Linked DNA regions of Mus musculus: region 1 is linked to region 2. The links are chromatin contacts, called in public promoter capture Hi-C maps. All regions are on one chromosome and are shown on one strand. Each heading gives the region's core, a stretch centred on a gene start, on an enhancer-like site or on the middle of the called end of the contact. The rest is flanking DNA. Distances are from core to core; before and after follow the strand shown. Region 1 overlaps Rhag (Rhesus blood group-associated A glycoprotein). Region 2 holds the start of Esp8 (exocrine gland secreted peptide 8).

Region 1 (4,352 bases), core at 670-3,169, 300 kb after region 2:
CTATCAGATGTAGGGTTGGTAAAGGTCTTTTCCCAATCTGTTGGTTGCCATTTTTCCTATTGACAGTGTCCTTTGCCTTACAGAAGCTTTACCATTTTTTTGTGGTCCCATTTGGCAATACTTGATCTTAGAGCATAAGCTATTGGTGTTCTGTTCAGAAAATTTTCCCTTATGCCCATGTCCTCGAGGCTCTTCCCCACTTTCTCTTCTATTAGTTTCAGTGTATCTGGTTTTATGTGGAGTTCTTTGATCCACTTGGACTTGAGCTTTGTACCAGGAGATAAAAATGGGTCAATTTGCATTCTTCTACATACTAACTGCCAGTTGTGCCAGCAACATTTGTTGAAAATGCTGTCTTTTTTCCACTGGATGGTTTTAGCTCCTTTGTCAAAGATCACGTGACCATGGATGTGTGGGTTCATTTCTGGGTCTTCAGTACTATTCCACTGATCTACCTGCCTGTCACTGTACCAATACCACACAGTTTTTATCACAATTGTTCTGTAGTACAACCTGAGGTCAGGGATGGTGATTCCTTGAGGTGGTCTTTTATTGTTGAGAAAAGTTTTTGCTATCCTAGGTTTTTTGTTATTCCAGATGAACTTGCAAATTGCTCTATGAAAAACTGAGTTGGAATTTTGATTGTTACATTTTTTAAATGGTTGGATGAATGAAACTCTAGACACTACGGTAAAAAGGTTAACAATTAAACTGTCACTTACACCTGCTGAAAAAGAAAAAAAAAATCAGTTTGCTCCAATGGAGAGACATTGGACATATCAATGACTCCAGGACACACATAACTCATGTCAGGAGTAGTTGGCCAACAGGTAATGGCTGCCACAGGTGTGAGTGTGTGTGTGTGTGTGTGTGTGTGTGTGTGTGTGTGTGTGTGTGTGTGATGTAGAAGGTTCTATTTATTCATTTATCCATGTTTATATACATACCTGTATGTGTGAGTCATTTGTGTATAATAAAAATTATCAAAGACAAAGAGACTCTCAATATGTTAGGGCATAGGATGGGCTAGATGGAGAACACGGGAAAGGCAAGTGATATAACTATGTTTAACTTTATATGTAAAAAGAAAAAAATAACAGAAAATAGTAAAACATAAAACATAAACATAAAAATAGTAAAAATTAAAGTTTCCTCTTAGGAAACTTTGGATTAAGAACAAGCCCAAATTTCATTGTGACCTTTCTTTCATAACCTGTTTAGAGTGTGTGTGTGTGTGTGTGTGTGTGTGTGTGTGTGTGTGTGTGTGTGTGTGTGTGAAGTCTACCTGACCTTAAAAGAAGCTTTGCTATGTATTTATCAACCAGCACAGAAAGCATGGTATGAGAAAGGGGTGAGACATTGGTTTTTACAGAAATCTTTAACAGGTTTTTACAAGCATCATCATTAGTGTTCTATTCCTATGAAGAAACACCATAAAAGAAAACACTTTGTTGGGGCCTTGATTACAGTTTCAGAGGTTTAGTCTATTATGATCGTAGTGGGGAGCATGGCAGGAGGCAGCTAAGCATGGCGCTGGAGGAATAGCTCAGAGCTACATTCTGATCCAAAGGCTACAGAGGAGAGAAAGAGAGAGAGAAAGAGAGAGAGAGAGAGAGAGAGAGAGAGAGAGAGAGAGAGAGAGAGAGAGAGAGAGAGAGAGACTGAGCTTTTAAATTTATTTATTTTTATTTATTTTTAATTATTTATTTTATATATATGAGTACACTTGTAGCTGTCTACAGACACACCAGAAGAGGGCATCGGAATTCCATTACAGATGACTATGAGCCACCATGTTGTTGCTGAGAATGAACTCAGGACCTCTGGAAGAACAATCAATGCTCTTAACCACTGAGCCATCTCTCCAACCCCAAAACAGGACTTTGTAACTTCAAAGGTCCTGCCCAACAACACTCCAACAAGACCACAACTCCTAATCTTTCCCAACACTCCACCTACTGGGAACCAAGCATTCAAGTATATGAGACTATAGGGACCATTTTCATTCAAACCATCATAACAACAGAAGAAGTTACCTTAAGGGCCCCACAGTTCACCCAGAATATTACTAAAAACTCAGACAGATTTATCAACTTATATCCATGTGTTGCTTCTAACATTTATGGGATATCTGTTTTCTTTTAGGTTGCTCTCAAATTGTTGGCAGTTTCAGCAAATTACCATAAGACATATACACACAAACACACACACAAACACACACACACACACATTGAGTACATCTGGTCAGTGGTATGGTGTTGTGGCCGACCAGCAGCTTGCAACGAACGTTTCAACTGAGATGGCAATTTGGGCTCTAAGACAGGAACTAGACTGGCGAAAGAAAAAACGAAGCCAAGTCAAAGTCACTCTGATCAAAGCTCAATTTTACTGTTGCGACACTCAGTTATGAAGGAAGGGGGAGGGGACCCAATTCTCGCCAAATAATCTTGAGATCTAGTAGCAGGGTGAGCACGTGTGTGGCTCCAAACAGCAACTCCACCCCTAAGCAAACAGGTTTCAGGTTAGGGGAGGAAAGACTACAGTATGGAACGGTATACATTTTTAAATTAAAGGTATGCATTTAGGTTGTAAAAGCTGATTACATGAAAAATCCAGGATATGGTAAGATTAAGTACAACATTGCCCTAAAGGCAAACTAAACTTAAATAGGCTGAGTATATACTAGGACAACTGACTGAGTATGTATGTTAAATAACCTTAGTCACATTATTAACTTGGTTGCTAGGTTAGGCAACAATTCAGATTATGACGGCAAGAAGTATTTTCAGGGAAAAAAAAAGATATTCTCACAACAGACGAACATTTTCTTTTTTTTAATTTTTATTAGGTATTTTCCTCATTTACATTTCCAATGCTATCCCAAAAGTCCCCCATACCCTCCCCCCCCCCACTCCCCTACCCACACACTCCCACTTTTTGGCCCTGGCTTTCCCCTGTACTGGGGCATATAAAGTTTGCAAGTCCAATGGGCCTCTCTTTCCAGTGATTGCCGACTAGGCCATCTTTTGATACATATGCAGCTACAGTCAAGAGCTCCTGGGTACTGGTTAGTTCATATTGTTGTTCCACCTATAGGGTTGCAGACCCCTTAACTCCTTGGATACTTTCTCTAGCTCCTCCATTGGGGGCCCTGTGATCCATCCAATAGCTGACTGTGAGCATCCACTTCTGTGTTTGCTAGGCCCCGGCATAGTCTCACAAGAGACAGCTCTATCTGGGTCCTTTCAGCAAAATCTTTCTAGTGTATGCAATGGTGTCAGCGTTTGGAAGCTGATTATGGGATGGATCCCTGGATATGGCAATCACTAGATGGTCCATCCTTTCGTCACAGCTCCAAACTTTGTCTCTGTAACTCCTTCCATGGGTGTTTTGTTCCCAATTCTAAGAAGGGGCAAAGTGTCCACACTTTGGTCTTCGTTCTTCTTGAGTTTCATGCGTTTAGCAAAATTGTATCTTATATCTTGGGTATCCTAAGTTTCTGGGCTAATATGCACTTATCAGTGAGTACATATTGTGTGAGCTCCTTTGTGGTTAGATTACCTCACTCAGAATGATGCCCTCCAGGTCCATCCATTTGCCTAGGAATTTCATAAATTCATTCCTTTTAATAGCTGAGTAGTACTCCATTGTATAAATATACCACATTTTCTGTATCCATTCCTCTGTTGAGGGGCATCTGGGTTCTTTCCAGCTTCTGGCTATTATAAATAAGGCTGCTGTAAACATAGTGGAGCATGTGCCCTTCTTACTGGTTGGGACCTCTACTGGATATATGCCCAGGAGAGGTATTGCAGGATCCTCCGGTAGTATTATGTCCAATTTTCTGAGGAACCGTCAGACTGATTTCCAGAGTGGACATTTTCATACAAGTGTATAATATAGTTTAAGAATCACGTTTTTGTGGAAGTGTGAACATGTACACACAAGTGGAGTGCATATTCACAAGTGTTTGTATGTAGGTTTGGAGGCCAGGAGCAGATACTGGCTTGTCTACATTCTTCTTCCTCCAATTGGTCCACTGTGTCCCCTGGAAGCTTTTACTTGTTCTTTTACGCCATGCACACATCCTGGCTATGTATCTATGTGAGATCTCATGCCACCATTTTTATCTTCAGACTTACTCTTTGTGAAGGAATATTTCCTGAAGAAGTGTGTTGCTGGATATGCTCCATCTATTTGAAAAGTGAGTGAGCATGCATACCAACAACAGAGATAACAATAAAAACAAAACAAATATAGTGAGAGACATATGTCCATTGTGGTAGCTGGGCACCCTTGCATTGAGAAGAGAACTAATTCTTGAATGGGTCTAGATTTCTAGAGAAAGAAGT
Region 2 (4,739 bases), core at 1,043-3,542:
TTCCAAATAGTTTATTGTCATCGCAGAAAGTGGATGTATAAAACCATCCCCATCTCTCAGGGTGAGCCTGAGATTAAATACCTTTTTCAGGGAGGAATGTCTGGGAAGAGAAGTTTATGGGCTATGCCCTCAGGGCTTCTAGGTAATGCATGAGCTTGGAGACCTCTGTTTTGAGCCTACTTGACCTCTGGTCACATCTCTTTTATGTGAGAAGCATAGCAATTGTTGAAAGCCAGAAGTCTGGCAGGGAGCTGGGAGTCAGCTAAGACTTAGGTGTGTGCCCACCTAGTCTCCAGGTCTTTACCTGCTCTACCTTCCTGAACTTCCTGGCATGGTTTTATGTCCAACCTCACCCCACCCTGTGGCTCTACTCGTAGGAGATCCACCTGAAGAGCAAGCTGTACATTTGCTGAAAATATGTGCCACGCACTCCGGTCGAGTTAGCTTGGCAGGCCAAGAAGCCTGGAAGCCACTCACGAGGCAGAGAGTTTCACGGAAACTCACCTCCTGGAGTCTGGCGTTCTCTTTAACCCATATACTCATATTCTATTCCCGAGTTAGTATGGTGTATGGATCCACATGTTCTCTTTTAGTATTATCTTATTATAAGTGCCTTTTAAGATTGAATTCTGACATAGCTAAGCCTTCACCAGTGTTCCAATGTCCTAGAAAGTCCTTGAGCTGACCATGGGCTTGGAATTCAGTAAGAATGTTGCCTTTTCAGTGACATTCAGAATTGCCGCTGGTATTACACTATCACTTTGAATAAAAGCTAAGTCACTGCCCTACACAGGAATTTACCATCATCTAGGAAGAAGGAAGTTTGAGACCTAAGGAGGAACCAGAGTAGATACTTAGAACTATAGATAGCTGAGTTACACCCATACACACATATTTACAATGGCCTAGGGGTACGGTGGACTATACAATAGACTAAAATAAGAACTATGGCAAGGGCACGAAGCCCTTAAACCTGGCTTCTAAGATTAAGTGGATCTTAGGTGGAGCTCTTTTTGATCCCAGTTGTTAACAATGAATTCTATCCCAGGTGGTTCCTGTTAGACCTTCTGTGTTTGTATTCCTCTGTTTTGTCTAAGAATCCAGTAACCTCTTTGTACCTTGCTGGTGTGTCACCCAACTTCCCTATTTTCTTCTGTATAAAAAGTTTGATGCTCAATTTGACAAATTCCATTCAGATTCTACACGACCTCTCCTGTGTGCATCTGTCTGTCATTCCATCCAACGCTTTGCCCACCTGCGACTAGAGACCTGTTTCACGCAGACAAAGGGGCCCAGAGGGTCTGCGGCAAATGTGTATGGGTTCTAGGTCCAGCTTCTGCATGATCACTGGTTAGTAGCCCAGACTCTGTGAACCCCTATAGCACTAGGTTACTTGAGTGTGTGGGTCTTCTGGTGTCTTTGACCATTCTCACTTCTATCCTTGACTCCTCAAAAGGATTTCCCAGGCTCCTCCTGATGTTTGGCTGTATGTCTTTGCACCTGCCTCCATTTCCTGTGGGGTGAAAACTCCCAAATGACAGTTATACTAGGTTCCTATCTTCAAGCATAGCAAAGTAAAAGTATCAGTGGCTGGCTTTCTCACTTGGGATGGGTCTAAAGTTGAGGCAATCGTGGGTTGGCTGTTTCATCAGTCTGTGCTTCATCTTTGTTCCTACATATCTTGAAGGGAAGACAAATTTTGGGTCAAAATTTTGTGGATGAATTCTTATTTTCCAAAATTATTTGTTGATAAAGATAGTAGAATAGAGACAAGCAATACTCTATTATATCATCACAGATCAAGAAAGAAAGGAAGAAAACAAAAAAAAATCCATGCAATGAAAACCATGAGAAGTGTTGACAAACAAGGGTGCATTGCAGTAAAATGTAGAATAAGAATACTAGGTAAAATACACAATATTGCTTACTACAACTACAGTTGTAAAAGCAAGAGATGATCAGAAGTACTATAACAAAGTGTGGACAAGAGGAGAATTCTTCCCACAGTTCTCACTTTAAATGGAATAAAGGAAAATCCACTGGAGAAAAATACAGCAAAATTAAATAGTAAATTACTGACCCACCAAGCAGATTCTGGGAAATTACTCAAGGGTTCTATCCCATGTCATTCTGTTAAATATTCTGGTGAGAAAAGCAGAACATAAAACAAACTCTGCTCTCAAAAAAAACTCTGCTAGGAACAATAGCCAGTGAAGCACAACCACTTCTGGCCTCATTCATTACAAGCCCCGCCCTCCACGCAATGAAATCTGAAGACTCTTAAGAAGCACAGAGAAAGGCACAGGAGCCTGAAAGAGGAGTGAACCAGTACGAAAGCCTATGGAAAAAGGTAGCTGTTGCCTGTGCTTGGGTTCTACTAGCTGGGCTGCTTTGTCTGACCTCAGTGGGAGAGGAAATGCCTAGCCTCCCAGAGACTTGATGCTCCAGGTTGGGGGAGGGGTACACCCAGGGGGGACCCTACCCTCCCAGAGGAGAAGAAAAGAGGGGACTGTGAGAGGAGGTGACCAGGAAGGGACAGTAAGCCAGGTGTAAACTGAATAAGTTAAAAAGACCAAAAAAGTGTTTAAGCCAAGCCTTTAGACTGTAAGAGCAGGTTCCATGGCAAGATGACAGTATTTACAATGCTAAGATTTCAGTGGCTAGTGACACATCAGAGCCTCACTCCATGAAATCCACAGGGAAACTGAAAGCCTCCCAAGCAAACTGGAAAATGAATCTGGTCAGGACAGTAGTAAAGAGAAACACAGGACTCTGATGGCTAGAAAACTCAAATCGAATGCATTTCCTCATCTGCCCATGATTGACTGAGGCCACATTTTGCTTAAACTTAGATACTCAGTAAGTGGCATAGGGATGTGAAGCATTGCTTACAGTTCCTATTTCACTGGTCCACCATGAACAAGAGCAAAGGCTATCACTCTGGGATGTATGGGCACTGAGTGTATGAGGATCCAGAAGGACCTGGAATGTTTTCCAGATTCTGGGCAGTGACTGGTGTCGATGAGGGAAGACCAAAGAAAAAGAGACAGTAGAGATCTCTGTGGGCATGTTTTGACTCTAATTCTGAACATAAATTACAATGAAAAAGCAAGCAGTGAATTGGAAAGTAGGCATAACAGAGTTCATAGGAAAGCTTGAAAGGAGGAAAAGAAAGAGAATGGTATAAAAATTATAAAATATACCAGATCTTTGCTGATCATGGCTCCCATTGTCATTCTGACAATAAAAAATTTGAAACAAATTGTATGGTCAAACAAAAAATTTTGAGGATTTGAAATGTGTACACAGAATACAAAATTAGATGTTATACCTGTAATAATGTAATTAATTCATATGTGTTCTAAAAGGACTAAGAGTACATCCCATGCTAAGTGTCTTTAGAAGCATCTGAAGGATGTAGGACTTAGTGTGACAAGGGATTTTGTGTGTAATTAGCAGAGGATATTTAAGTCATAATGAACATAGGAAGCAGCGTATCTAAAGAAATATGGATTGAGGGACCTTAGATATTACATTTCATTAATTGTGATTATATTTTCATACTGAAGGGAAAACATGAAAATATATCCAAGTATAAGGAAAAATTATGTAATTTGCAATTGCTCTCCACAAAATACTACTTCTAGGGTGTTGCCATATTTATCTCTACATAATCAAAATCCTGGCACCCTAATTTACAACTAGTATAGATGAAAGTTATAAAGAGGGAATAGCAAAATACAGGACAGTGTGCAGAATTTTTTTTTCAGAAAATAAAAAGTGAATTTTTCTTCCCAGCTTTCTTGTGAAGACAGGGGAATAGACCTGTGTAGAGCAAACTAGCTTTTGCAGATACACAGCAGAGACATCAGCCAGTCCTTTAATTATTATTCTACAAATTAAAGGCAAGGTGAACCAATTACAGCAACCTCACATATCAACTCTTCCCTTATTTTGTAAATTACTTAGGCAGCCATAGTTGCTTTGGTATTTCTTCTACAAATGTATTTGTTACTTCTATATCCCATGCACTGCTTCATTGAACCAGGTTTTTTCCTTTGCTTAGTGTCAGCCATGACTTCTTTCCCAGTGATGTTGTTTCTCATAATTCTGCTGCTCCCATCAATTTGCTCTGAAGAAAGGGTAAGTTTTACATGGATAATTATCTCAGATATAACAGACATTTTGTAAAATTAAATAAGAGTACAGAATTCTTGGTGGTATGTTAGGTTAAAGATTCTCTTTGGGTTGTTGTAGCATTTACCAATGCTATAGAAATAGAAAGTAAGGTTGTACCACACACACATACACACACACACACACACACACACACACACACACACACACAAAGATGCACATTAAAGGACTGAGACATATGTCAGTGAGTAAAGCATTAAAAATTGAGTTCAGATATAATGCTTATTGTTGGGTTGTGGGCCTTTGTCGATTCCACCACAGAGCATGGCTGCTTGGGGAGGCAGAATGCAGGGAGTTTGACTGCACTTATCACCCTCCACAAGCAGGGCAAGTGCTGGGATGTACACATGTGCCAAAGCACCACTTCAAGGGTGGGAAAGTGCAGTCTGAGGGGTGGGAAATCCTGTTCCTGAAGGTCCCCTGAGGCCTGCAAGAAGGTCAGGGTCATGGGGTTCCCAGGCCCTTGGACATCCAGGCACCACTTGGAATCACAGAATAGCAGAGAATGGAGTAGGGGGCCCACAGGCTGGGGACAGTGTCTA

Evidence for each region. Promoter capture Hi-C pulls out the DNA fragments that hold promoters and counts their contacts.
Region 1: a contact with region 2 is called in a promoter capture Hi-C map of liver. The contact joins the enhancer-like site here to the promoter of Esp8 in region 2. A contact is called at or near these places in 9 of 39 promoter capture datasets (the 3T3-L1 cell line, the C10 cell line, the HPC-7 cell line and 4 more), 1 of 15 datasets of contacts at CTCF or cohesin (large pre-B cells) and 2 of 484 Hi-C or Micro-C datasets (embryonic stem cells and nephron progenitors).

The regions. Positions count from the first base shown.
Region 1 is chr17:40,819,237-40,823,588 of GRCm38.p6, forward strand. All of the region lies in intron 1 of Rhag (Rhesus blood group-associated A glycoprotein), which reads left to right. Among named protein-coding and RNA genes, the nearest start is that of Rhag, 10 kb to the left of the region's middle. Within about 2 kb of position 1,920, at least 7 of the 459 cell types and tissues checked have an H3K27ac peak or open chromatin away from gene starts, as enhancers often do. A contact at or near this core is called in liver, where this site is marked.
Region 2 is chr17:40,517,730-40,522,468 of GRCm38.p6, forward strand. It overlaps Esp8 (exocrine gland secreted peptide 8), which reads left to right and starts at 2,293. Exons shown (of 3, transcript NM_001177584.1): 1 at 2,293-2,350; 2 at 4,067-4,143. The coding sequence starts at 2,341.